Regions from separate parts of the Mus musculus genome. Here all the other regions are linked to region 2. A link is a contact called in public HiChIP or PLAC-seq data. All regions are on one chromosome and are shown on one strand. Each heading gives the region's core, a stretch centred on a gene start, on an enhancer-like site or on the middle of the called end of the contact. The rest is flanking DNA. Distances are from core to core; before and after follow the strand shown.

Region 1 (4,733 bases), core at 1,856-4,355, 930 kb after region 2:
ATCATTAGAATTATGTGATCAAACACTCCTAATAATTAGCATGTCAAATCCAACAGTAAATATACAGTGAATTTGATGAAATGTTCGATGAAAACTTGAAATTGTGGAACAATTAGGGAAAGGAGAATGTTAGCTTGCCTTACAATAGGGAGCAGGAGAACAAATAGTTGGAGCTTTAGAAAGAAAATGAGCAAATTAGTGTCTTCTGTATCCTCGCTGGTGCTTTAATAAGCTGAGAAGTTAGAAAGCGCTGCACAATTCCTCTCGTGGTGACCTGCCGAAAGCTGACTTACTTATAAAGGGCACAGGATGCCACTGTATAGATTAATCTGCACTGAGCAAGAAAAAATACATTCTTGGAAGCTCAAGAAAAGGAAAGCACTTTTTTGCATCTAGGGAAGGAGGCTGTTTTGCATATGGGAAAGGTTACATCCATTCATCTCCTGGCTGGATAAGCAGTCAAACCATAGCCCAGGAATCCAATGTCTAAAAGACCCTGAAAAATGGCTGAACAGAGGAAAGACATGGAGGCCTATGCTCCTGGGATTAGCAGCCAACAGGACTCTGGGCCTCATAGAGCAGCGAATTACTTTAAATACACACAAAGAGGTTGTTCTAGTCTGCTTCCCTATTGCTGTAAGAAAACACTGACCAAGAACTGGGAAGAAGAAAGGGTTCCTTGGCCTTCAGTTTCATCATGGAGGGAAGCCAAGACAGGAATTCAAAGCAGGATCATTAAAACAGACGCCAAGGGAGGAACCCTGATCGCGGGCTTGCTTCCTCTGGCTTTCTCAGATACCTTTCTCACCTGGCTCAAGCCACCTGCCCAGGAGTGGTACCACTCACCGTGGGTGGGCCTTCTACAGATTAGCAATTAAGGACATAGCTCATAGACATGCCCAAGAGGCTAATCTGACTGAGGCAATTCTTCAGTTGAGGTTCCCTCTTCCCAAGTGTCCCAAGCTGATAACAAAAGCTGACCATGCAGGGCAAGAGGCTGAGGAAGTGTGTGTGTGTGTGTGTGTGTGTGTGTGTGTGTGTGTGTGTGTGTGTTTATGTGTGTGTGTGTATATGTGTGTGTGTGTGTATGCGTGTGTGTGTATATGTGTATGTGTGTGTGTGCGTGTGTGCGTGTATGTGTATGTGTGTGTATGTGTGTATGTGTGTGTGTGTATGTGTGTATGTGTGTGTGTATGTGTGTGTGTGCGTGTATGTGTGTGTATGTGTGTATGTGTGTGTGTATGTGTGTGTATATGTGTGCGTGTGTGTGTATGTGTGTATATATGTGTATGTGTGTGTGCGTGTATGTGTATGTGTATGTGTGTGTATGTGTGTATGTGTGTATGTGTGTGTGTATGTGTGTGTGTATATGTGTGTATATGTGTGCGTGTGTGTGTATGTGTGTGTATATGTGTATGTGTGTGTGTGCGTGTGTGCGTGTATGTGTATGTGTGTATGTGTGTGTGTGTATGTGTGTGTGCGTGTGTGTGTGTGTATGTGCTGTACACATATACTTGATCAGCTAAGTTGCCAATTTCCTATTTTTCCAAGCAAAGACAACTCATTTGAAGCCATTACTATTGTTAGATATTTTAACAATCACATAATGTAAAAAAGGATATTTTAATACCCCCAAAAGTAGGAAGGGCATGACCTCAGACTTTTCTAAACCCCTTGAAACTTTATGACGTTCTAGAAAGGCACCTGCATCTGGACAGTTTTGCAAGCAGTTTATCAGGTTCCATCTCAGCTACGAATTATGACCCTGCTCCCCACTCCCACTACTCCATTACCCCTCAAAAGGGAAACCTACATTGGAGAATCCATAAATATTATAAATAATAAATGAGATATTTAAGACTTTCCAAAGTGGGGGGTGGAAATTTCATTCAGTTGATTAAGAAGGACTGGTCTGAGGTGGAGGAGGGACAAAGCCACAATGACACAGTGAAAAGCAGGACCGAGGCCCCTTCAGGAGGCACCTGCCTGGGCCAGAGACTAACAAAGGGCAGTCAAACGCTGCCTGCAGAGCTCGGACGGTGGAAACCACAAGGAGTCCCCTGTGGAATTCCTATGTCACAAGAAGCATATCAGAAGAAGCCAGCAGAAGCCTGGAGTTTAGTGATAAATTCTGGCAATTTGAAATAGATTCCAGTGGCCTCTTGTTATAGTTCTTGAGGTCCTGTTTGAGAAGAAAGCTCCATCTACCTTGTACAAGAAAAGTTCTAACCACTGTGTCTGCGTCTTAAGCCATGAAACTGACCACATCCTCCTGGAAATCAACTCATTTGCTTTTTCTGATGTGGCTATCCCATCCTTCAGGAATTTGCTCCTGATGGTAACATGAAGATGGTGTCACTGGTGGAAATCAGAAAAGCAAATTATTTCAGAAAAGAATAAAAGTGAAAAACTAACAGAAACATCCACTCAACATTGTCTACTGGATCATAAAAAGATTTCATCTATTTGATCATCCAAGAATGTTTTTGAATCCCTACATGTACCTATTGTATGTCAGGCACTTGAAACAAAAAGATAAAGATCTCTCTCTTATCGAACTTATGTCCAAGCAAGGGGAGAGAACAGACACAAGGCATTGCATAGCATGCAAAAATGCTGCTTTCAAAAGGAGTGAAACAGTATCAAAGGAAGGAAAAAGTAAAAACCATGCAATGATTAAGCTAAGAGAAGGGGCCCAGGAGCAGTGTGATGGGTCCATGTCCCTTTCAGAGCCAGAATTCTGCCATCCCAGATCAAAGAGTCAGGCAGAGCAACCCCCACCCTCTTGCTTCAGCAAAGGCAAGATCAAAGAATTGAAGACCCATTGGGACTTAAAGAATTGAAGAACTGTCAACATTAAAGACAGCACCTTACATAGGAGGAAACAGAGGCACACAAAGTCTAAATAACTCATCTTAGAGCAGAAGAGGGCTGAAAGCAGAAGGGAGACCCAAGACTCCAGCCTTCCAGTAACTTCTTCAAAAGTAGAAAAAAGAAGGTCAAGTCCTTTTGCAGGTAAGGTAACTATGCAAGTGGCATGAGCTATGTAACAGCAATAATACACAGCAAATACTTACAGGGCACTCACTCACTTCCTGCCAGAGGCTGTCCTGTCAGGAATAATAATCTGAAATCATTCCCACATCCCGCCCCCTAGGGCCAACTCTAGTGTTAGTGCTTGCACTTAGCTCTTGCAGTCAACATTTCAATAGTTCCATTGTTTGTCTGTTTTGTTTTGGAGGTGTTTGGTTTGGTTTTGGTTTGGTTTTGATTTTTTTGTGGGGGGAGGTTGAGCCAATGTCTCTGGCCCAGCATAGCTTCTAACTACTTCTGTAGCTGAGGCTGACAATGAACGTCTGTTCCTCCTGCTTCTGTCTCCCAAATGCTGAGCCACCACACCTGACTTCTGCAGTGCAAGGGATCAAAGCCAGCACTTCCTGCATGTTACACAAGCACTCTACCACATGAGCTACAGCCCCGCGCCGTATGCTCACCCACATAAGTCTTATGACCCTCAGCTTAATGCAAAAGCTGCACTTGTAGCACCTTTGGGGGCAGCGTTGGGGACTGAACCTGGGCAAGCTCTGTGCTAAGCAAACGTTCTACTGTGCTAAGCCAAGGAACAGAGCTAATTTTAAACAGCTTACTGATATTCATTCAGCCACTGTCAAGGTGCCAAATGCGTGCAAAGCCCTTCAAAGAGTACAACTAGTGGGAACACTCTCTCCAAGCACATTCTAAGGCAGTAAGGCAAGTTAGGTGCACCACTAATGGTGGCCACAAGAAGTGAGGGCCAGGAAAAAACAAAACAAACCAAGCTGCCGTAGGGTTGAACAGAGAAAGGAAAGGGGGTAAGCTCGAGCTTTGTTGCAGTCTACGTGCAGACAGAAATGTGATCTGTCTAATATTCCTGTCCACAGGGTAAAAATAAACCAGTTGGTCAAGAGAAAGAACAACTATTTTTGATACTGAGATCAGAAAGAACTGTACCCTGTGCTTCCTAGTAGAAGACTCTGGTTAATGTAGTAAAAATCCAGCAGATAGTTTTTTCTACACTCAACAACAGTGATCAGTTTTCATGGAGAGGAGCAGTTCCAGTTTTTTGTTTTGTTTTGTTTTGTTTTGTTTTGTTTTGTTTTGTTTTGTTTTGTTTTTTACATCAGGCCATTTAACATGCACACAGTCAGAAGAGTGCTCAGCTCCCCCCCCCACCCCCCCCACCCCCCGCCTGTGCTGTCCACAAAGGAGACACTGCAGCACAGCTGACCCTCTTCAGACAACTGCACCTCTCCAGCTGCGATCAGACTCTGTGAGGGTCTGAAAATGCCACCGTGCTGTCCGACTGAAGTCATTCTTTCCCATATAAATTAAATCACAAAAGCATTGTGACCCTCCATAGAAACGAAAAATAGGTCACCAGTCTAAAACAAAGTGTATCGATTTAGAAATGTTTACCTTTCTGTGATGGCACTGGGAGTGTAGGCACTGGAAATCAAACCTGGGTCCTGTGGAGGAGCAGCCAGTGTTCAGAACGCTAAACCAGCTCTCCAGTCCAGGCTTCATCCACTCTAGCCCCAGCACTCAGGAGGCAGAGACAGGAGGATCTCTGAGTTTGAGGCCACCCTGGTCTACATTGTGAGTACCAGGACAGCCAAGGATACCCAGAGAAACCTTGCCTGGAAAGAAAGAAAGACAGAGGGGGTGGGGGGAAGAGAAGGAAAAGGAAAAGGGAA
Region 2 (4,443 bases), core at 41-2,540:
CCAGGCGTCAGATGGTGCACAGTCTACCTGTAGTTCATGGCCCACTGGCACCCTCTACTGGACTTCATAAGAACCCACATTCACATTCAGAGACTCCCTGTACACACACACACACACACACACACACACACACACACACACACACACCTCTACCTGCAAAAGTAATCTTAAAAAATAAACTCCATAGGTAATTCTTAATATAAAGAAGATTTGGGGCTTTAACTTATAATTTTAAGAAGCTCTGATTATCCTTTAGGAGAACAGAAATGATGTACGAGTTGCTTTATTTTCCCTTGAAACTGGAATGCTTTTAATTATGGTAGTACCATCAGTAACATTCTAAAATTCCAGTTTCATTATTTTTCTACATTTTGGTCACATCTAAAATAAGAATGCAGAATTGATTTTTCTTTTTAGCAAGAGAAATATTGGTGAATCTTATTGTTAGTATATTAGAAGAAAACCATTCTTACAGCTAATATTAGAATGTATAAATCTCACTTATTCACTCATTCCAGCTTTGGAACACTCAAGTATCTAGACTGTTCCTGTAGAATTTCTCTTATGTGTTACTCTTTTGATAGGCAGTTGTTGGTTTAGATCAGATTCTTAAACATCTGGTGTGCTCATTCAGCGTGGAAGACTAAGTGGGGTAGGGCTTGGGCGCAGGCAGTGAGTGTGGGAAAACACTCACAGGTCCTTCTCTGTTGTTCATTGTGTTTATGTTTTGAGACAGTCTTACTGGACAGCTCAGGCTGGCCTTGAACTAGAAATTCTTCTGCTGTACCCTTTCTAGTAGCAGGCTTTGGTTGTGTGTATCACCATGTTTGACTTTAAAGAGCCCAGTAAGTAGCCTAGGAACTGTGTTACTGGGTGACTACTATCATGAGCCATTTCGGTCCTTATTGACTTAAGTGTGAGCTGAATGCTGTAGACCAGGGACTCAAACAGGTGAGTCTCCCAGTTTTTGTGGTGATCCTGAGCAGTGATCTTACCTCCTGGCATTCCACTATCTCTGTGGTCTATCTACATACACCTTTTCCTAACATGCTTGGCACTTTTCAGCTGCTGTGATAATTAGGTTTGGAAGATAAGTCTGGGAGCATATTACAGTCCATTTGTAATATGCTTAAAATGTCTTGTATAATCACCTTCAAGATTTTTAACTTAAGCTACACATTGAGACAGTTTTACTCATTGAAATTTTGAAATGTTTATGTCAGTGGTTGGATTGTTCTCTGTTGCCTTGTTAGCCAGGGATCACACCTAGTCAGCTGAGTTCACCTGGCAGCCATTGAGACAGGCAGGGCTCCCTCACGTTGGCGCACTGTCCTTCCTGTCCACGGCCTCAGTCAGTGCTTTGGACAAGGACAAAGTGACACAGCACCTCTTCAGCAACATTGCTTTGGTTTAGGATTTGTTCTTAATCACTGTGCCATTAATAGAGACAAAGCTGTATTAAAATTTTTAGTGTTTTTTCAAATATAACCTAATGGGCTGTTGGTTTTGTATGTATAGACTTCAGTTAGTTTAGGTTGTATATAATTTTAATCTTGTTCTTTTAGTGGACTTTAGACCAGCCAGTTAATTTTTCAGAAAAGGCCTGCCATAATTATTAAGAAAATGTATTGGGTTTTTGTTTGTTTATTTTTTTGTTTTGTTTTGTTTTTAGGAAGAATGTCTAATGATCCCGTTTATAGTAAAATTTTCATATGTATAGAGATTTTTTTTGTGTGTGTTACTAAAAACTGTACCACAATCGTGAAGGCCTTTCTTGGTAAAGCAAAAGTATGAATTCTGAATTTAGAAATGTGATATCTCCCCAAATTATCTGGATTGAGTAGCTTATGTAGTAAATTTTATTTTCATTGAACAACTTACATCTCAAAAATAGGACATGCTTATTGTATGCAAAATAAAATACTTTCTTTATAACTTCCTAAATTATTAGTAATTTTACTGCTCAGAAACAACCAAAACAATAATTTTAAATATTTAATTATTTTTACGCAAAATTGGCAGTTAGACCCATTCTTACTGTATTGCTTGTGTTTCTCCAAGACTGTGAGTACTGGTAAGTGTCTGATCTGCCACGTGAATGTGGCAGTATTCTTCTTCTTTGCTAATTTGAATAGTGACATGCTTTGGCCATGTGTATACAAAAAATTTTTAGTCATATTATTATGCACAGATTTGTAGATGTAGGATTACTTGGTAAAGAATTAACTTTATTCTGTTCTTGGTAGGTAGTAATGAATTGTTTTACCGAAAATTGTACCAATTTTAAAATACCACAGGGCCCATCTAACCTTACTGTAAAACATATATGTCTGTTTATTCCTATGTAAACATTTTAGGGACATTACACTTAGGTGATGTCAGTTCCAATATTTCCATTAAGTACATGTCATCATACTCCATGAAGAAAGCATAAGAAGAAATCTAAAATTATTTGTTCATAGTGATGATCTTTGTTGTGGAAAAGGACCTTTGCCAGAGACTTGTCACCTGTATTATTTCCAACTGTAAGGATTTTCTACTCTTTTCATAGCTATGTTTCTGTGTCTTTGTCCAAATAGATTGTCCACATGTGTGATTTTAAAAATGTATTTCTGATTCAACATTGTCTGTTTATTGCTGGTCTTCTGATAGATGTCTTGGTTTTTATGTCATATTATACTCTTACACTCCTGGATTTTAGTGAGATATTTTTATAGTATTAATGGTGGCCTCTCCCAAAGTGTACTGCTATTAATAATCTCCACTACGAGAGTCCTTCTCCTGCGAGCTGCAGCAGCTGCCGGAGACACTTGCCTGCTTCTTACCCAGTGTTACTTAGGTCACATCTGCCATAGCTTTGCCCATTAGCCACTTTCTAGGCTTACCCTTCCTCCCTCTCTCTGCTGAGTTCCATTTCCACCATGATTAACTTGACTATCTTAGTTTCAGCAGTTTTCTTGTTTAAGGTGGCCAACTGCAATTCAACTTGGTTTCTACACAGTTCAGTGTCTGTTTCCAGAATGTTCAGCTGAATATATAAACACACACGAGTATCTCTTCAGCAGAGATAAATATAAAACATTTTAACACACATCATCCCCCCTGTGTTACGCATGGATTTTTGTCCCCAGGTTCTTTCAAGACCTCACGGTGGAGCCTGGCTGGCTGGCTGCACCTTCTTCCAGGCGCTGTGCTTCTTTGTGCCCTAGTGGTCCTCGTCCATTATCCTTAACTCCAGTGCACTCGCTGTTCTACCATTGCCCGTGGCCTGGTTTGGGCTGCTCAGTGGTGCTGTGTGACACTTTGTAGAAACACTTGGTGGCTTCAGTTGGGCTATCCACTCAGACCACAGGGGCTGACTCCAATACTTTTTATGCTGCAGGGGATACGCAGGAGAAAGGTAGTGTACAGATTTGTAGGACTGGTTTTGTTGAAAAAGCTGTTAAAGTTGGAGTCTCTTCTAGGAGTTTTCGTACTCTTAGGAGCATGGCATGTTTTTGTTTACTGTGTTTTCAAATGACTATGCAGCTGTGATTTTGAATATTTCATTTTCTAAATTTAACCAAACTCAGATATAGTTTGACACTTAATTTTAAAAGTAATTACTACTTACCAATTTTGAAAGTAAAGGCTAAAACAAAAACTCAGTGTAGTCCTTTAGGAGGTACTTTTAAGAGTCATTTAGGAGGCATGAGGGCTTGAAAATGCCAGAAAAGGCTAAAAGAGACAAAGACCTAATACTCGGAAGACGAAGGTCAGTATTGTGGTAGGAGCTGATCTAGAAACAGCATTGAGTGAGGATATAGAAACATTGTCTTTTGCAAGTTGCTTACCACGTAATATGCAATTTAAAGTCCTACCAGTCTTTTTCTTCCTGAGTACTTTGTACAGACATGAGTGAAGAGAGTAGAAATCAGGAGTTTCCTGGGGAAACTACAGTCTCTAACATGCAAGGCACTGGCTAAAAATAGAAGCTCCTATACAGGTCTATACAAAAATTTAAAGCAAACAAGCAATCAAACAAAACCCTACAACCTTTTAAGCATCTTCCGTCTGTGGTAAAACTTAAACTCATTGTAATACAAAAGGGGAAATGCCTAAGAGGCCCACTGTACAAAGAGGCCAACAGTTAAGAAAGGGCTTCAGGACGAAGACATCCCGAGTTTTGCAGGCAAATAGATGGAACTAGGAAATATCATCCTGAGTGAAGTAACTCAGACCCAAAAAGGCATGCATGGTATGTACTCATCAGTGATATTAGCCAAAAAAAGTGCAGAATATCCAGGATACAGTCCACAGAACACAAAAAGGTTAACAAGCCAAAGGGCCCAAGTGAGGACGCCTCAATCCCACTTGAGAGAGAGAAGAAAGCAATCATGGGGGTGGGGGGGAAAGGGAGGGACATGGGTGAAAATGGGGACAGGGAGAGGAAGAAGGGAACAT
Region 3 (4,431 bases), core at 1,633-4,132, 960 kb after region 2:
AGAGACAGGAAATCCCCTCAGAATTCTGTTCCTACAAGATCCTGTTTCAAAAAATAAGGTGAAGGATACCAAGAAAAACACCTAACATTGTCCTCTGACTTCCAAAACACATATACACACACACACACACCTTCTAATAAATAAATAAAGTAAAATCCCATTTTAACATCCAAAAGCTTCATGAATTGTAACAGGGGAAAAAAATCGAAGTCTGCCCCATAAGTCAAAAATCTTAAATTCAAGTCTCAGTGCACTACTATTCCCAGAACCTGGGTATGTCCTAAACAATTCTCTTTACAACTCTGAGCCTCATCTGTTTTCCTCCTGTGTAGTCTAGGTACGTACGATGTACTGACTGGAAGGTGTTCACATTACACTGCTTAAATATGGCCGCCTGAAAGCACTTGTCAATCGTGACACTGTAGAAAGGTTTGTCTCTGTTAGTGTTTTATCCAAGAGATCCATAAACAAGTTCCTTGGAGTTCTGCTCACTCTTCCAACACCATTCCTCTACTAACCATGGCTTGGAATTCAGTGAGAATAAAGATGAAGTAGCTGTAAACTGAGCGTCAAAGCCAGAGCCCGAGGGTCTGCCCTTTGGACAGGCCTGTGGACAAGCGCACAGAGAATGAAGCTCAAGTTTCTACGAAGAGATCAGAGATGGTCAGTTTGTAATATTTCCACACAGGAGGGATATTCTTCATCAAATTCTCCTCTAAAAGCAACAGAAGATGTCACCGGGGAATAGAGTGCTTCCCTAGCAAGCATGAGGCACTGACCTTAAAACCTTGTAGAAAAAAAAAAAAGTAACATAAGCTAACAATTTTACTCCCCAGCTTCTCTGTTCACCCCCACCTTGCTGCATACATTTGTGCATTTGTTTCTTGGTTTATAGCTATTGACTCTTAGAGTCCTGCTAGGGGAAGAACTTCACAGAAAGAGCTCTGAACCAAACCTAGGAGGTACAGAACTATCCAGCAGTTAGAAACAAGAAAAAGCTAGCTGGGCAGGTGAGCCTAAATGACTACACCACTCTCAACCATTCTAGATCCACCTCAGCAATGCCAGCCTCTCTTGCCTTTCCTCCCATGTAATTTAATCTTATTCCTAAGACTATAAGACAAACGGCATACGAGACCTCAAACTTAACTTGTATCAAAGCAAAGATGGATAAAATTCTTATCAGTGTCATGAGAAAGAATTTGCTGGTATTCAAAGAAATCAGTCTTTATCTGAGAAATAAAGCCAACCTGTCTACCATATTGGACTGAATCTCTCACCCAGTTTCTTTCCCAAGACCACTGACATTATCCAAATGAGGACATTGGCTGGGGTCCATTAGGTCCAGGCAGCTTCACACCAGGTGCATCTTCACACCAGGTGCACAAGAGAGGTCAGGCAGGTACATTAAGGACAGGAAATCTTCCCCTTGCTAATCAACAGGATAAAGGTGATTAAGCAGGAATTATTTTTCAATGACCTATATAATTTCATCAGAGCTGCTATGGCTATTAGCTGAAAGCAGCTGACTTCCTAATGAGATGAACTTGATAGCAGGGCCCTCCCAGAGCAGCCCACAGAGTAGTAGGCCCCATCTAAAGAAAGCAACAATTGGTCTGCCATCTCCCCCGCCCACCCCACCCCCTTCCTCCTCCTGAGAACAGCCTGTCTTCATTTGGAGCTCTTTTCTCTTAAAGGAGGGGATGTGGTACCCCCTGCGCCTGGATGGCTAGGGCTGCAATACCTGTAGAATAGTTGACAGCTGATCTGTCAAGTACAGGAGGCTAAAGCCAACCTGGGCTAATTCTCAGCACCCACTCACAGGAGTCCCAAAACTCCAAGCAAACACAGTAGCTGTCACCCCCAACACCTCACCCACCCGAGCTTGAAATAAAACAATAGCTAGCTAACCTCGCAGGAGTGGGGTTAACAAGGGAGCTTTGTTGAAACCAGGGAAAACAAGCACACACACACGCGCACATACATACATATACACACACTGATAACCATAACTCAAACTCAGTTTCATCAGAGAATTTATGAAATTGAGCAACAGTAACCCAACAATAAATTCCTCACAGCAGGAAAGTGCTGCAAGCCCAGTGGCACCGCCTCTGACTCTGGTGTATGCCAGGAAAGGTTTGGAGAGGAAGACAGACCTAGATCTCATCGTCTCTGCCAATTATTCCTGGGGGACCCAGGCGCTGCGACCCAAGGGACTGAGAAAAGAGGTGGAGAGCCTGATGACATCTTCCTCCGTCAAAACAAGCTGGCCTTCTTCTTCCAGGGTCAGTCCTGAGTAACGTCGCCTGCAGGAGCCCCCAGCGTCCCGGGTAGTCACTGGACTTCCCCAGCCGTCCTACCAGTCCTCTCTCCAAAACCTGCTCCTGCCACCCAGCAGGATGCAGGAAGGAGGTTCTCGGGACAGTCTCTTCCTCCTCCAACACCCTAAAATAAAATAAAAGCAAGCCTTCAAGCACAGATTTCTTACCTGCGTGCGGCCGCGGATCCTCCTGCTACGCAGTGTCCCCTAGACAGTCAGAAAGTTTGTGCGACGGTCCCGGGTGCGGGAGAACAACCGAGCCTCCAGCGCACAGGGCACAACAGAGGACTGAGCCGGCTCCTCTGGGCCTAACACCCAACTCCAGGCGCCCGGGCAGCTGCCCTCGGGCGTCTGGGCGCGGTGACCTCCAGCCCTGGCTTCAACTCAGTCTGAGGACCCGGGGACAAATCACCCAGCTAGAGAAGGTCGGGGCACAACTTTTCTCCAGCACGTCAGCGGGTGACGGAGCTTCGCAGGTCTCGGGCTGGTCCCCGCCCCACAGCCCGCACCCTCCGAGGCAGGGAGGTGGCAGGGGCGGGGCCCAACCTGCCGAGCGACTCAGGGGCCCCGCCCCCAGGGCCTCCACCGCCTCCGACCCCGCCCCCAGTAAGCCCCGCCCTGTCGCCCAGACCCGCCTCCGCCAGGTGCTCGGGAGACTCGAATTGCGCGACTACAGCGCGCACCGGTTTCCTAGGTGAAGGGGGCGGGGCCTCTGCGAGAAAGTTTCCACCGAAACTTGAACTGGAGCGTTGTGGAGGACGCCTCGCCCTTGGGGGCTCGCCTCTCTGGCGAACTTCATCCCTCCTCCCGCGTCACGCCTGACAGGCAGGCACGCCCGGCTGGTTTCTAGGGTTTTCTGAGGAAAGGAAGCTGCACACCGCGACGCGCGGACGTCTTAGATTTCCCACTTCCAGAAGGTTTGAGTGCGGAGCCGTACGCATCGCCCCACGCGGATTCCCTTCGCCTGGTCTCGTCTTCCTGAGATATTTGAACTTTAACATGACAGGACAGTCCCAGTAGATCTGAGGCAAAAGATGAACGTGATCTCCTTTTACTGGACTGGAAAACTCGCCTGAATGAACAGGAGGCCATTTGGTTCCAGCAAGGAAGCAAAGAGTTGCAGTTTTGCAGTTTAGTTTCTTAGGGGTAATTTTAGTCGTTCGGACCTTATTTGTGAGCTTGAGGGTATTGCATAGGTGTGTGTCGTTCATTCACTGGCAACTGTCCCCACTGCCACCCTACCTCCAGCCAAAAAGAAAGGGCTGTTAAATGAATAGTCCTTAGCAAGGATGAAAGTTCGCAACTCGGAGCTCAGGAGAATGGAGAACAGCAGGGAGGTGGTGGCCCTTTGGCACTGTGTGGTACATTATCCTCTTCCAGGGCCCAACCCTCGACCTGGGGCGACCTTTGCCTAAGGACTGAGAACAGCATGCCACGCCAGCTCTCCCCTTCAGTCTCCACGCCCTATGTGCTTGGACGGTCTGTCCAGGCTCTGCTTCCTGTACTTTAAATCCCATAGGAGGAATTTGAATCTTGGTTAGCGGCTCTCTTGCTATTTGCATTGCCCTGTGGTTAGTGTGGCTGAAACTTGAATTGAGTCCTCCTCCCAGCGGATGGGGCTACACCACAGTCTGAGAAAACGGATGTGGAGGTTTTCCACCACAGCATCCTACTGGCGCCTCACCAAATCCTGCTTCTGAGGAAGAGTCTTCCTTTGTTCTGCATGAATGACCTCCGGAGATAACCAAAATCGGGCAGATCTAGTTTTCTAATTTTCCTTGCACCCATAGCAACTGGATGGTACAAACTTCATGCTTTCTCCTACTATCTGTACATCACCACCACCACCACCACCACCACCATGCCCGAATCACCAACTTTCGCTTTTGCCGCCTGAAGATAAAAAAAAAATGGTTCCTGAATATAAATCGGGGGTAGGGGGGACGGAATAAGAGAGCAGGGTTTTGCGAACAGCAGGTCACAGGTCTGCTCTGCCTTTGGAATATGGGCAAATCATTCCTTTACTCAGCAAATACCCATTGGGTAACTTTTGTTTGTCAAGCACTCTTGGGGGGCTGAAGAACAAAAACATTAACAGTCTCAACAAT
Region 4 (4,528 bases), core at 1,423-3,922, 620 kb after region 2:
CTCCAGCCTCGGCAAGCAAAGACATAATTTAAAGTACCAAGACACAAATGTGCTATTTATTCCCATGTAAAAGAGTCATTCTTACAGTGACTTACATTTTTTTCCCCTTCAGGAAGCTAGATCTTTTCAAGTTGTTTACCATGTTGTCAATGATTACCATCATTAATAATGATAATGACAATCACCGGGCCCCAGCCATGTGCTGGGGAATAAATAGACCACTGAACTAGGCTTCAGCCCAGCCTAGAGATACAGTGGTAGTTTTGTTTCACCGCAGAGTTCACAAAGTGGGATGGCAAATATGAAGAAGGTCTGGACCCAATATCTTCCCTCAGCTTTTTTTTTTCATTTCATTTCAAAGCTCCCTTTTTGCAATTCCTTGTGCATACAGAGGTTGTGGACCACAGTCAGCCTCTATGTATGACCTGGCACTGGCTCCACAGCCCTTGCAGTTCTCCAGGCTGGCACTAATTGCCAGATGCCCCCAGCTGAGCAGGACTGGATGTCAGGGCCACTGGATGCACTATTAATGGAATCTGTTATCAAGTCACAAGACAAGATGCCAGTCTGGCACCATTCTGCAAACTGGAAGTGCATGGGGTCGGGGGTGGGAGAACACAGACTCCCTGTCTGACGATGAATAGCTAAGCTGTGAAACCAATCCACTGAGAATCTACTAGGAATTAGCCTGTCACAAATGGCTCTGCTGTGGGTGAGGGAGGAGCATGTGATTGTGGGTCTGTTTGTCTGTCTGTCTGCATGTATGTGCTTTAATTGGTGTTGTAAATGCATGTAGAAAAGCATACCAAATATAAATGATAGCTGAGATTCTTGGCTGGTGTCTTGCTTGGATTAATGTGTCCTGATAGCATTAGGGATATAAATATAAGTGAAGTATTAAGAGCAAGAGTAGAAATTGAATAATAACTCTTTTCTGAAGAGTAATTGCGTTGGAATAATTTGCCCTCACCATTTCCATGGGTGCCTAGAATAAATATGTAATTTGTTTTGATCATTTCACTTGACAAAATTAGACTTAGTACAAGTTTGAAGGGGCGCCCTCCCCCAGTCCCCAGTGTCTGTGCTTCCCTCTCTTGGATTCTGAACCTTGGTTTTACAGATGAGGAAGATGGTTATATAATGTGTTACCCACGGGCTCATGTGCTGAATGCGTGGCTTATACCCGATGACATTATTTTAGAGAGATGATGTAAACTTAAGGAGGTAGGCCCTACCTGGAAGACGCAGGTCACTAGGCAGGGGCATTACTTTGAAAGTCCCTGATCCCATCCACTCTCTCTTACTTCTTATCTCTCATGATATAAATATAACACCCCACACTCTACACTCCAAGCATTTCTGCTTTGCTGTGCCCTTCCCATCATAGAGGACTGGGGCACTTTACACCAAGGTAAAGCCTTCCTCCTTTGAGCCAGGCATTTGATCATATTGGTGAGAAAGTTATTATCATACCTTCATTATTTCTGCTCCTACTTTAGCTCATATGTCTACAGAACAAGGCTCATAAACAAAGCTAAGCAGAGAAGCAAAGGGCATTTGCTATTTGCCCCTTTTCAGCCCCACATGGTACAATCACAGAGAACTAGAAGTTATCACCACCATGGAAATTCCTAAAATGTTTTTCCAAGCATACTCACGGAGACCTTTTACCAAGGAGAAATGAGAGCACAAATGCTCCTAGCCCTCTACTCTACTCACATGGCTTCTGCCAGTCAGCTCAGCTCTCAACACTCCTCTCCATCCCAGGCTATCAGTAGAAATACAGAAATCACAGGCATACACAAAAACCTAATATATGGATGCAGAACACATTCACGTGTACTAAATACCAGTCTCTGCCTTTGGATAACACACATGATGCTGAAATCCAAACACAACCTTCCATTATCTCCATGGGAGTTTCTACATGCATCAAGGGGCACATTTGGTTTAGATCAATTAAGTTTGTTTTTCTTTTATTACTTAGGCACATAAAGCAGTCAAAATACATTTATTATATATTCTTTTTAAAAAAATAATTTCCCTGCATATACATATGTTTTACAAATACAACAGGCTTTCCACTGTCAGGACTCAGGCAGTGGCAGCTTTCATTTTTCTCCTTACAGGGAAAGATGGGCTCATACAGGTCATTTCTGGAAGAGGCACTTTCTTACTTAGTGTAGAAAGTGAAAGAAAAGAAAGGGAATAGAAGAATGGAGATTTTTTTTTAACTTCAAACAATCTGAGATTCGTATCTTTAAACTTACAGTCACAGGGCAGAGACTGGCTGGGATACTCCTGTAAACCCATCGGTTAGAGAGGCCACGTCTTGTCACCTCCAGACAATGGCAGGACACACTAATGCAGTTAAGCCATGCTGCTGCTCGAGCGTTGGGGGAGGACTGGGTCATTTCAGGTCAGTCTGGATCCCTCCTTTCCTCTGTAGGGACCTTCTGCACAGAGATGAAACTCGGGGACACAGGACACACTGCTTTGTCCTTACAGGGAAGTGCCACAGACATTTGCCTCAGTAGGCTCCTGAGGGTTTATCACACTTGCTCTCTGGGATCTCCTTATTCAGCTTCTTATTGGAAGCTGTCTGTTGTCTCATTCCTAAACAGGGAGCCCCGTGGGATCACAGGGCACGTCTGTCTCAAGCTCTCCTACAACTCCACAGTGATGCTTATGACTCAGCAAATACGCGTTGAATGGATGAGTGTGTTCATCTATCCAATCCACATATAGCCAGTGGTGAAAATTAGTCCACACCTTTGAGAAGTTCTCAGAAGAGAAATAAACACTAAGCCATCGCAGGGAGAGTGTGGGAGGGAAGAAACCATGCTGAATTAGATAGTACATTTGTATTACATGATGTGTGATACCATATGAAGACAGGCACATTCGCTGTTCTGCTCCCTCCCACGCTGATTAGTAGGTTATTCTTTCAAAAATTAGTCACAGAGTGTGTGGGCACTGCTGCCCTCTCAGTCTCTGGGAACCATGCTAGGATCTAAAGCTGCCAGTCCTGAGGTACAGCAGCTGCGTGCTGATCCTAAGATGGGGTAGAGTTCGGGCTGCTGAGACGCTTAGCAGGTGCCTCTAGATAACTCTGGGTATTGGGTGGGAGTAGGTACCTGGTTTGAAGACAGGGTGACTTCAAAGTTCAATATCTGTTGTACATACTCATTTTTACAGCTAGTGGTAAGGTGATGGTTTCTGAGTCTGTGGTGGTTTGAATGAGAATGCCCTCCCATAGGCTTTTCTCTCCTCCCACCCCCACTGCCAGGTTAGGATGTACACTCACAGCTATTTCTCCAACACATGCCTCTCTGCCTGCCATCACATTCACCATGATGATGAGGGTTTACCTCTCTGAACCTGTAAGCAAGTTCCCAATTAAGTGTATTCTTTTATGAGTTGCCTCGTTCATGCTTTCTCTTCACAGAAATAGAACATTAAGACAGAAGTTAGTACCCAGGACCACCAGCAGAGGGATGGCACCACTCACAATGGGCTGGGCTGGGCACTCCACCATCACTAAGACAATGCTCTAAAGGTTGCCTACAGCCCAATCTTATAGATGCATTTTCTTAGCTTAGGTTCCTCCCTCTCTGATGACTTTTACTTGTGATAGGTTGACATAAAACTAGCTACCAAAGCACAGAATGTCTTCAAATGCCCCGTTACTCCTGGCTTAAAGATCTATTGTTAGCAGCATATAGGTGATTCCATTGGCCTGACCTCAGGAACCTAGCTTAAGCACCATGACCTGAGGCCACTGCCAGGTGTGACAGGTGTGTGCTGCCACTCTATCTCTCTGTGTGTCCTTGGTGTTCCCTCTCTTGTTCTTAGGGTGTGCCCCTCTCTCTGTCCCCTTTCTCTGTCCTCATGGCTCTGTTCCCGTCTATCTGCCTGTCTATATTCTCACTTGCCTGCCTCTATCCCTTCCCCAGGTCCTCTCCCCTCCCCCTCCTCCTATAGACCTCTTTTACACCAGGTCTGTTGCTCAGGGGCACATCTCAGCATGGGCCACCAAAGGTTCCCCCTTCATAACACCTATGGTCTTGGGACTGGAGGTCTTTTAGCTAATGAGCCACCTGTTATCAGGAAAGATAATCTGTGTTGTTATTATGCACAAACCTATTGAATACATGCTATGGTTTCATTATCTGTGTTCCCTTACCCTAAATAAAATGAAGTCTAATCTCTGCTAAGAGATTATGAGCAGTTAGGAGAGATTACTAGAGGTCATGAGAATTCTGATCACTTAAAGGTGGTCATTCCCTGTATTAAAGAGGCCTGGGGAACTCACCTGCCTTTCTATATTTTGAGAAGTCATAGAAGGCACCATTGGTGAGAAACTGCCCCTCTCCAGTCACTAGATCTACTGGTACCATAGTCCTGGACTTCCAAGGTTCTAGAGCTATGAATAATAGTTATCTTGTTTATAAACTACCTAGTCTAAGATACTTTGTTATAGACGTCCAAACAGACACAGAGGACAAAGATTAGATTGCAGCTTTAT
Region 5 (4,885 bases), core at 1,925-4,424, 710 kb after region 2:
GCAAACAGTGTGGGCAAGGTTACTCCTCCATTTTCCTCTCAGCAGCATTGGTTAGTTGGCCAGTCCATTAGTAATTGAGGGTTCCTATGTAGTGTGTCTAAGCAGCTGACCCAGTGTTGGCTCTGTGTATAGTTGAATGCTTTGAGAAATGAGATTTAAAAGAGGCAAAGATGCTTTGCAGTTGAAGATTGCCTGATAGCATGCATAGGGCAGGGTTTGTGGCCCTTGCTGCTTTAGACATCTCTGAAGCTACACTTGGAGTCATGTCAGCCATGAGGTTTGACCTGCTGCATGGCTGAATTTTGGATAGACAGGGGCCTGTTGTTTGGGGGAAGATGTTAAAGGCCTAAAGGAGTGGCCTTGCTGCACCACTCTCAATAGGGTTTTTATTTAAGAGAATTACCAGTCCACTGTTTTCCTCACAAAGCCAGATGGCTGGGCTGCCATATTCATCAGAGATTTCAGAGATCTGTTCCAGGCTTATTACTGTGTGCCAACTTCGTGGATCTAAGAAAACTGTCAAGAAGCAGCAGGTGTGTGTGTGTGTGTGTGTGTGTGTGTGTGTGTGTGTGTGTGTGTGTGCGCGAGCGCGCGTGTGTGTTCTCTCCTTAGAAAGTGGACACCTGCTTTAAAGGGCAGAGCAGGCAGTCCCTGTGCAGCTCTAATTGATCAGTCATTCTTTAGGCGGTGGCAGCTGCAGCAGCCTCAGCCCCTTGCAGCCTCACTCCCTGTAGCTCACTCTGTTGCCATTGCTAGTTTCACATCATCTTTAAATTTTGCACTGAAACCTGTATCCCCCAGTGAAGTAGAGTTCCAGCTCAGAGAGGCTTCATCACAGCACTGGCATGTGAAGACAAACAGAAATCTGACTCGCAGGGTTATCCATCCAATAATAAAACCACCCAAGGGTAAAAGAGAAGTTATCCATCACATCCCAGCCACTCAGCCAAGCTGTCAGGCTTTAGTGCAGTTTTTCTAGGTGGATTTTGGAAAACTTTCCTTGCAAAACAAGGTTGTTGCAAGGAAAACCTTGCAAAAGGTCCTGACAGCTCATCCTACCAGTGGGCTAACCTGTCTGAGTGAGAACAGGAAGGACTCTGCCTGCCCAGGGTGAGCCACATAGCCCTTCCTCCCCTCCCCAGTGACTCGTGAACCAGTGGAGAAGTTTGAAGACTTTCCAGAAGTTAAGCAACACATCTTCGAGTTACCTGGGTTGCCTTTATCTATAGTCAAGTTTGGGCTGCTGAGGTGGCCTTTGCCCTAGTTTAGCATGAGCAGAATAATAGTGGTGGCTCAAAAGGAGATGCAAGCAATGATTGTGGGATTATTCAGTAGGCTTGTCACCAGAGAATTCATCAGTTAAAGGCCGTGTAGATGCTTTTTATTGTGGAATGTCTACTGTAGCAGCTGTGTGCAGATGTACGTATTAAACTTCAACAGTAGCTAAAGTTTGAGTGCACTTTGTTAGTATGTCTCACTTTTTAGTATCTTGGTTTTCTAGAATGGTCATTTGCTTAATGAAGAATTCTACAGGGAAAGGGTTATGAGTTTAGCTGAAGAGTAAACATAAGAATATTTCAAGAATAATATTGTATAATTTGAATTCCAGTGGGTAAGAAAAATATGCTGCTTAAAAGTATGCATCTGGAGACTAGAGGGATGACTCAGTGGTGGGAAGTACATTCTGCTCCTGCAGAAGACCTGAGGTCACTGCCTACAACCGACATTGGCACATACGTGTACATACTGCAGTGTGTGTGTGTGTGTGTGTACATATGTAATTAAACATACCATCTGATTTTGGAGGTTTAAGTCTCTACTACAAATAGGACATGTTTTTATTTTTCTTACAGAAGTATTAGGGCTAGCTTAATCACTGTGAGTTGATGAGTAGCATACAACTTGATGAGTGTCTTAGCTGCTCTCATGCATAATTGTGGCAGTACCTAGTACTTCAAGGTGAGCATGGTACAACAGAGGACGAGCGTTCACATGTGATTTATAGTGGGCACTTGGTGACAAGAGACCCCAATGCCATACACTGGCTCTTACCAAGAGTCTTCTGTGGCTAGAACCTACATGTCTGTACTTACCAGAGTGAATGCAAGGAGCATGCCCTTACTCATACTGCAGTCCAGAGTGGGGCAAGCAGGAAAGCCCGGAGAAAAGTCTCCTCATTGGACCAAGCTGGTGAATATCTTGTGGAGCATGAGAAGAGGGGAGGCCACCACTCCAAGCTTAGCTCAGAAGTCAGAGGCTTCCTCTACCCACTGTGGAGCTAGTCTCCCTGGGTCACACATGTACATCTTCTTGCTTGGTTTGGAACAGTCTAGCATCATTGCCTATCTCTCAGGACGTGATGAATACAGGTGGCTTTGTTCCATCTGTCACCTCCTTTGGTAGTGGTCACCAGGGCATCTAGAAGGGGACAGGATAGAAGAGAGAAAGGTCATCAAAGTCAAGCCATGTAAGTCTACTTCACTACCCTGAGGGACAGCAAGTTCAGAAAAGAGTAGATGTCACTATCCTCCTGTCCATGATGGTAGGCACTCTAAAATATAGGTATACTCCCTTTAAAATATGCTTGTATGAATTCTGAGTGGCAGTAGAAGGGTCTTTATGTTTGCTGAAGTAAACAGACTGCTCTGGTGACAGCTCAGTGTTTCAGAAGGAAGCGTAGATGTCCTGTAGCAGCAGAAGGCAGTGGTTTCCAACTGCCTTCCAAATTCGGGTCTTTAAATTTAGGGAGGAGTGTAGGTGCATACATATGCACAGACACATATATACTTTTTTTTTTAACAGAATGAAGTTGGCCTACTGGAGTTCTTCCAGAATGTGATAAAAGAAACTAGGACAGAGCCAAAAAAGGTGACTAACTGGGTCCTGAACACTTTTCTGTGCTATTTAAAGCAACAGAATCTTGCAGTCAGTGAGAGGTGAGTGAGGTCTGGGGGTTTCTTTCTTTCTGTATCATGAACTCTGTCCAGAGGCAATTGAAATAGGACAGGGTAAATTTTTTACTCTGCCTGTTCTCCCTCAGGGTCCCCTAACAAGATGACAAACAATCCCCTTTGAGTTCCACATTCTAAAAATAGTGTCCAACCCATCTGGAAATCCACTGTGCTCAGATCCCTGATAGTACGCTGTGTCTGCACACTGTGCCAGGGCTTAGTAGCTTGAGGATGAACAAGACAAGGAATTGGCTCCCTTGTGGCTTTTACAGACCCATAAGACAGCCACTCTTCTCAGTCTGACCCTGGTGTGCTAGAGGCATGCACATGGCACTGTGAAGCACAAATCTGGTGTCCGTGTGGGACGCAGGGAAGTCACTCTAGGCTTCCCTTAGGACATGATTCAAGATGCAAGACCAAAGGACTTTGGGTTGCTGAGGAAATGGGAGTGTGGGTTATAAACATCTCCAAGTGCCATGATCAGACAAGCAGCCAGCCATGTGAGCTCCAAAAACCCAAAGGCCCCGGCAGGCTGAGGTGGGCAGGTGACAGGCTGGAAGATTTTCAGGCCAAACTGGATCACAGGTCCACTCCAATTCATACTGGAGGATTGTGGCATGTATTAATAGCTTGGGCACTTAAAACAAAGTATCCCGAAGGAGTTCCTTATTTTCCACAGTTCTACAGGCTGAGAAGAACAGCAATCAGGGCTGACCTGTTAACTTGCTGGACCTCAGATGGCTATCAGCATGCCCTATCATCACATGATGGGGTGTTGGGGAGAGAGAGAATATTTTCTGGTATCTTCTTAGAAGGTTCCTAATCCCATTGTGGAGCCCACCCTCATGACTTCATCTAACCGCAGTCACTCGATGAAGATTCTTCCTTCTCATGACATCACATCAGATGGTTACAGCTTCACACTGGCGTGTATTGTCAGCGTGGGTCCAATTCAGTCCTTGGCAAAGTAAGAGAGCAGTCAGCTTGTCTAGTAGGAGGAATCTCAGTAGGGAGAGACTGCAGATGAGCAGTGCCCTTGAAAGGCCTGTGCCTAGATGACAGTGGCCTGGCTAAAATGAGATATACCAAAGAAGGGAAGTGTTCTCTCACACACACAGGGCTTCTCCATTCCTCACTTGGGCACCAAGGTGAGATAATGGCTGTCTTTTGAGGTCTGGCAGGAGCCGAAAGAACAGTGAAGGCAGGGTTTAGGGAGGATGCTCTGGGTTGAGCTGCTGGTAAGACTGACACCAAGTGGGGTGTGCAGCCGTCACAGCACATGGATCCACAGCTGACCAGAATGCCTAGGGGTGTCCATTGAGAGTTCCCACTTATTCCATCTGCACACTTGTTAGGGCTCAGCCTTGTAGTAACCAGGGAAGAACAGCCCACAGGACAGGCCCAGGCATGTCTCTGAAAGAAGCCAGTCACAACAGTGAAGCAGCAAAGAGTGGGTCAGAGAGGAAAAGACAGCACCTGACTCGCTGAGGACAAGCTGGGTTTCTAAGGCATTCACGGGGTAAAGTTGTTCCTGACCTAGAACACTCATGGAAATGTTGAGGTGAGACCTGGAGTCACATGGTGCTGTGGAGTTGATGGTGCATGTGGCAGTCTGTGAATGTAGCGAAGAGTCCTTGAGAAGACACTAGCCTGGGCTGGCTGAGGATGGATCCTGTGTCACTCTCAGAAGCAGGACAAAGAAGGGGATAGACAAACTGCTGAGGAGTAGAAGGACTACCAGGTATCCCAGAATTCGAAGGAAAGAGTGAGGGACTGGGGAGATAGATAGCTCATGTGGTACAAACATGGGGACATGAGTTTGGATGCTCAGCTCCCATGTGAAAGAAGCTGGGTACAGTGGCCATGGCTGTAATCCAGAGATGAGGAAGGAGAAATAGCAGGATCTCTGAGCCCCATAGTCTAGCCAGTCACTG
Region 6 (4,690 bases), core at 143-2,642, 660 kb after region 2:
GCAGCTGCTCTGGTGTTTGCAGCAGTGAAGATTTGGAGTTCATTTTCTCCTCTGTCCTCACCCTGAGAACCTGGAGGGACCCTGTCAGCTTTGTTCAGATGACTCCTGGGTCTATAGAGCCCAAGGCACCTCAGGGTTTCAGGAGTCGGCTCCTTTATGGCCATACCCTACTCTGGGCAACAGCCTGGGCCCCTCAGGTTCAGTTTTTAGCAAGAAACTGTAGGTATTGTATCTAGGAAAGGCTTTTGTCTCATTTTCATATTCTATATTCCATATTAGGGTTAGGGTTATTGATTTCTCTTTCTCTTAGAATATGTCCTCCAACAAGAGACAGGTTCTGAACTGTTTTAGGTTAACTTTGTCTACACAGCACAAAATGTCTAATAGTAGAAACAGAGGTAAGGGTGTATAGAAAATAAAATATGGGCATATTACCAGAGATGCTGGGAGTGCAAAGCTTAAGGGTCTTCTGGTGATATAAATATGTAATAGGTGAAAAAAAGCTGATAGTGTTTTGTGTACATGTCTGACACTTTGGTAGCTCACACAGGCTTTGTTCTGTTGATTTATGCGGAGGCCTGTCATAAAATGCAGCCCGAGGCCATGCTGCTGGGCGCCTCTGCTTTCCCAGAGGCAGTTCCAGAACTAAAACCTTGTTGCAGACCTGGGAAGCACTTCCATGCCAGTGTATGGCCGGTCTTGGTGGTTGCTATTGAGCTTCTTCTGTGACCTTGGGGTGCAGCGGTGGGGTGGTGGGCATGGGGGCAGTGAGTTGTTCTAGGTAGATTTTATAGGAACTAGCAAGAGTGTCCTAGAAGATTAACACAAATTATCTTCCCTCTGAGCGGTGAGAACTGCAGTCAGGTGGAGAGAAACGAATCAGCCTCATTTTTGATGACTGCTTTATTGATACTTTTACTTTATATGTAGCCAGATGTCTTCCAATAATTTCTGTCCAGTCGACCTCTGCTTCCTCAGAGTGCATGCCTCCTTCCCACTGTATGGAAGAAGCTGCGTCTATCAACAGACTGTCACGTGGCTCCAATCATGTGGCTGTGTGCCACTCATCCAGAGGAGCTCCTTCCGGCTCAGTCCTGAAGAGTCAGACTTGGACCCTGCGATGGGAATGCTGCTTCTCCACAGCCATTCCACATGTGAGCAGCTCAGTTCTCCTCACCACTTGTCAGAATGGTGTCTCCTTGGGGAACAGAAAAGGCCTAGTATATGGAGACAGGGGACAAGGGAGTGGAGGCTACATGAGCTCTTGAGGAATGTGAGAGCTCATGTGGCTGTTTAGCTTCTGTCATATTTGGAAGGAGCTGTGAGGCACTGGGGCGGGCTCTGTGGAATTCCTTGTTCATGTCATGAGGATGTACTTGTGTCCTGTCCAAGTCCTCTGGACAGGCCCTTCTATGGTGAACAGTTAGGAGCATTCAGCTCCATGTCTAGCACTTAGGGTCAGGGGGAGATCTGACTGCCTGCTCTGCTACGACATCTTGGGGAAGGCTTTCTCTCATCTTTTTTTAGAATCTTGGCAAAGCTAGGAAGTCATTGTGCCTTGGCATCTAGAGATGGCAAATCTAGGCTGGATGATTCTGGCAGAGTTAGGTATTCAGGCTGTGCTCCTCAAAGAGCATTCTGTTCCTCATGGCAGAGAGTTCTTGCTAGTGAGCTTGTTGCCTCTCAGCCTTCCACATCCAGTCACGTCCCTTGAGAAAAGACTCAAGCTGGCAGGAACAATAGGTAGAAATGAAAATACACTAGTGTTTCTAGGAGCCTTAAAATGTTCCCTTCTAAATTTTGATGTTTGAATCTCCTTTCACAGGAGATTCAAGCAAGAATCATAACCAAGGGTTCTTCTCTTTCATGCTCTGCAGCCTCCTTATGAGACCTAGACGAGTGAGAATCTGTGATTGTCAGACTCGTGCCATCACAGAGCGAAAGGTCAGGGGCAGCAACCCCACTTGGTAGGTGAGGCAGCTGGGGATTGACCCAATGATATAGGGAGGCCAGCAACCTACCTAAAATTATGGGTGAGAGGTGCCTTTCTACCAATCTTAGTGTAAAGCACCAGGCTGCGCTGCTTTCTGCAGTATTTGCTAATTGTTCACTTCCAGCAAAATACAACCAGGGACCTTTTCTTTACAGCTTTTGTAAACCTTTAGAATGCCTGGAGCCAGCCACTACCTTTGTTTGTTTATCACAGTCAGCTAGCCAGCCTATTTACCTTACTCCTTCCAGTTTACATCTGTGCAGAGAAATCCATGTCCGTGAAAGCACTTCCTGGCCTCTCACATGGCACATAGATTTCATTTGATATTATTATAGTATTCAGTTCTTGACTTTTCATCTTTAAAATATAAGTACTTTCATTTTATCATGGCCAATATGATGGTGGTACTAATACCTACCACTCCCCTGAAGTAACTTAGATGGCACAGTAACCTGAGTAATAGTTAAAACTAAAATTTCACCTAACCCCTTTCTTTCAGAAAAGCACAGATTGGAAAGTGTACACACATATTTACCCAGCAAGACAAGAGAATGCAAGTATCAGTAAAAAGTAAGGTCACTTATAGCATTTAGGGAAGCTAAATGTATTTTCTTTCTTTTTAAAAAAGTTGTTGTTTTGTTTTAATTATGTATGTTCTTTTGTATTTGTAGGAATATATTCACAAGAATACAGGTGCCCTTGGAGGCCAGAGGCGTGGGGGGGGGGTACAAGTGCTGGGGGGGTATGCGTCTCTTTACATTGTTATTAGGAGCAGAATTCAGGTCCTCTGCAAGAGCAGTACATACTCTTAATGGCTGAGCCAGCTTTCCAACTCTGTAAGTGTGTTTTCCACTAAAAAAGATATAACTGGTAAAGTAGAGAGAGGGGTGGGGTGGGGGGGAGTAGTGGGGGTAGGGTGGGGTCAATCCAACTGTATATGCAAGAATGAGTATTAGGTAAAATATGTTTTAAAAGAACATTTTTATATTCTTAAAAATACACATGGCTACTTATATGTAGAATTTTTATGTTCTATATAGATGTTATAGAATTCTCTGTTCACAGACTCTTTTTGTTCCATTTTACTGAGGATTGATTGCACCATACTTTATCACCTATATAGGGGTCTCAAAATATCCTATAACTTAATTGAATCCGTGACATAGAAAGATTTAGGTCAATACAGTTAGTATATAGGATGCTTTCATTTCTAAAACTTATTTTTAGCAACGGTGCATAGAAGCTTCAGATGCCCTTGTGATTTACAAACAGCCTCCCCTCCCCCAGCTCTCTGTCCTTCTCTGTTCTGTGTGGGAGTCTTATCACACCTCACCATGCCTCGCCCCTACAGTTTTATTTAGAAATCATTCACATTCGTAGAAGGACTGAGAGAACAGTACAGGGAAAATTCTCCTTGCCCTTAGGCTGCCCCCCTTAGATGAGCCATTTGAGAATAAGTTACAGATAGCATAGGACTTTATTTCTAAATATTTCAGCATTTATCACCTAAGAACAACAAAAAACATTCTCATATATGGATCCCTGTTAATGTCGCACTCAGAAAAACTAACCTTGACACAGTGCCATTATTTGGCACAGTTCATTTTCAAGTGTATCTTTTGTTTTCTCATTCCAGAATCTAGTCAAAGATTGTACATTGTATTTGGTTGTCAATTTCTATAATTCTATGTTTTTTCTTTCTCCCCTCTTCACTCCTTTGCCTTCTTTCATTTTTTTCTTCAGAAATTCATATTTTAAAAAACATTTCCAGGCCAGCAATTTTATCTTATCATGTACTGTTTATGATTAGTGCAGATTATTGCCCACTGAGAGCGTGGTATATGTGCACACACACACACATTTTGACAACTGAGAGCTTGGTATGCGCGCGCACACATTTTGCTTCCCCTTTAAGTGTCCATGAGTTTTTGTGTCTCCCCAGGAAGTGTCCGAAGCATCCAGCTTCTTCTTTTCAATTAGAGTTTAGCTGGTTCAAGTCAGTTGTTTCTTTCTCAGCCATAATCAAATCTTCCAGCTTTATACTGATCTAATCTGTGTATGGAAGAAAGCAAATGTTGACTTGAATATTTAGGGTATGTCACTCCTCAGATTAGAGTTTCTTATCACCCTCTGGCTGTGCTTGAAGTTTTGGCAATGTGACATAGTCTGTTATTCCATGCACTCTCTCTAGGTGTAGAGTCTCATTTGTAAACTTGAGGACAAGTCAGAAAAGTTAATATTTTGTGTGGGGCCACATGTGAAGTGAGGAGGTTTGCACATTTAAGTCTTTTTCCATGTAAATACTCCTTAAAAGTTTTAAGTTAGGATAATAAGAAAGACAGATTTTCAGAAATTAAATAGGGAGAAATATTTCTACATTAAAGATCTTGGCCCTATCTCAACATTTGTCAAAAAGAACAGTTTATTTTTATTTTTAATTTGATTGGTTGGCTGGTTTTGTCATTCCCCCTTGAATCTTAATGTGTCTTTGCCATTTCTTCATGAGCTCATTGAATTTTAGGACCAGCTACTAACTTAGAAGATAGGAAATCACAGATGTGTGGCCACAGTTGGGCAGTGTGGGAGAAGGTGGGAACACATGTTCAGCTTGTTAGAAATTCATTTCCTTGAGGATGGAAGCTTTCCCCATCCACAGGTGAGCATACAGTGTTGTGCGAGAAAATGCTGCTTCGCCAT

Evidence for each region. HiChIP or PLAC-seq counts read pairs in DNA pulled down with a chosen protein or histone mark.
Region 1: an H3K27ac HiChIP or PLAC-seq map of heart atrium shows a contact between it and region 2, with 11 times the contacts expected there. The contact joins two enhancer-like sites. A contact is called at or near these places in 1 of 15 datasets of contacts at CTCF or cohesin (the NIH/3T3 cell line), 2 of 115 datasets of contacts at active chromatin or transcription factors (cardiomyocytes and heart atrium) and 1 of 9 other capture datasets (embryonic tail).
Region 3: an H3K27ac HiChIP or PLAC-seq map of heart atrium shows a contact between it and region 2, with 8 times the contacts expected there. The contact joins the promoter of Glt28d2 here to the enhancer-like site in region 2. A contact is called at or near these places in 7 of 39 promoter capture datasets (the 3T3-L1 cell line, cranial neural crest, embryonic stem cells and 4 more), 1 of 15 datasets of contacts at CTCF or cohesin (the NIH/3T3 cell line), 4 of 115 datasets of contacts at active chromatin or transcription factors (craniofacial prominence, forebrain, heart atrium and 1 more) and 1 of 9 other capture datasets (embryonic trunk).
Region 4: an H3K27ac HiChIP or PLAC-seq map of heart atrium shows a contact between it and region 2, with 19 times the contacts expected there. The contact joins two enhancer-like sites. A contact is called at or near these places in 1 of 15 datasets of contacts at CTCF or cohesin (the NIH/3T3 cell line), 71 of 484 Hi-C or Micro-C datasets (the 3T3-L1 cell line, the AML12 cell line, the C2C12 cell line and 47 more), 8 of 115 datasets of contacts at active chromatin or transcription factors (a beta-TC-6 cell line, bone marrow-derived dendritic cells, embryonic basal ganglia and 5 more) and 4 of 9 other capture datasets (adipose tissue, embryonic stem cells, embryonic trunk and 1 more).
Region 5: an H3K27ac HiChIP or PLAC-seq map of heart atrium shows a contact between it and region 2, with 14 times the contacts expected there. The contact joins two enhancer-like sites. A contact is called at or near these places in 1 of 484 Hi-C or Micro-C datasets (frontal cortex), 1 of 115 datasets of contacts at active chromatin or transcription factors (heart atrium) and 1 of 9 other capture datasets (embryonic tail).
Region 6: an H3K27ac HiChIP or PLAC-seq map of heart atrium shows a contact between it and region 2, with 21 times the contacts expected there. The contact joins two enhancer-like sites. A contact is called at or near these places in 1 of 15 datasets of contacts at CTCF or cohesin (the NIH/3T3 cell line), 2 of 484 Hi-C or Micro-C datasets (bone marrow-derived macrophages and cerebral cortex) and 3 of 115 datasets of contacts at active chromatin or transcription factors (embryonic basal ganglia, heart atrium and stem cell-derived neural progenitor cells).

What each region holds. Positions count from the first base shown.
Region 1 is chr3:85,855,241-85,859,973 of GRCm38.p6, forward strand. No RefSeq gene overlaps it. Among named protein-coding and RNA genes, the nearest start is that of Glt28d2, 30 kb to the right of the region's middle. Within about 2 kb of position 3,106, at least 37 of the 459 cell types and tissues checked have an H3K27ac peak or open chromatin away from gene starts, as enhancers often do. A contact at or near this core is called in heart atrium, where this site is marked.
Region 2 is chr3:84,928,066-84,932,508 of GRCm38.p6, forward strand. All of the region lies in intron 4 of Fbxw7 (F-box and WD-40 domain protein 7), which reads left to right. Among named protein-coding and RNA genes, the nearest start is that of Gm40080, 52 kb to the left of the region's middle. Within about 2 kb of position 1,291, at least 3 of the 459 cell types and tissues checked have an H3K27ac peak or open chromatin away from gene starts, as enhancers often do. A contact at or near this core is called in heart atrium, where this site is marked.
Region 3 is chr3:85,884,636-85,889,066 of GRCm38.p6, forward strand. It overlaps Glt28d2 (glycosyltransferase 28 domain containing 2), which reads right to left and starts at 2,883. Exons shown (of 2, transcript NM_177130.3): 1 at 2,492-2,883.
Region 4 is chr3:85,551,024-85,555,551 of GRCm38.p6, forward strand. It overlaps Gm3740. Among named protein-coding and RNA genes, the nearest start is that of Gatb, 21 kb to the right of the region's middle. Within about 2 kb of position 2,673, at least 32 of the 459 cell types and tissues checked have an H3K27ac peak or open chromatin away from gene starts, as enhancers often do. A contact at or near this core is called in heart atrium, where this site is marked.
Region 5 is chr3:85,634,122-85,639,006 of GRCm38.p6, forward strand. It overlaps Gatb (glutamyl-tRNA(Gln) amidotransferase, subunit B), which reads left to right. Exons shown (of 13, transcript NM_144896.4): 10 at 2,803-2,936. Among named protein-coding and RNA genes, the nearest start is that of Gm46809, 61 kb to the left of the region's middle. Within about 2 kb of position 3,175, at least 29 of the 459 cell types and tissues checked have an H3K27ac peak or open chromatin away from gene starts, as enhancers often do. A contact at or near this core is called in heart atrium, where this site is marked.
Region 6 is chr3:85,588,954-85,593,643 of GRCm38.p6, forward strand. All of the region lies in intron 2 of Gatb (glutamyl-tRNA(Gln) amidotransferase, subunit B), which reads left to right. It overlaps Gm46809 (a long non-coding RNA gene), which reads left to right. Exons shown (of 2, transcript XR_001783869.2): 2 at 1-873. Among named protein-coding and RNA genes, the nearest start is that of Gm46809, 15 kb to the left of the region's middle. Within about 2 kb of position 1,393, at least 24 of the 459 cell types and tissues checked have an H3K27ac peak or open chromatin away from gene starts, as enhancers often do. A contact at or near this core is called in heart atrium, where this site is marked.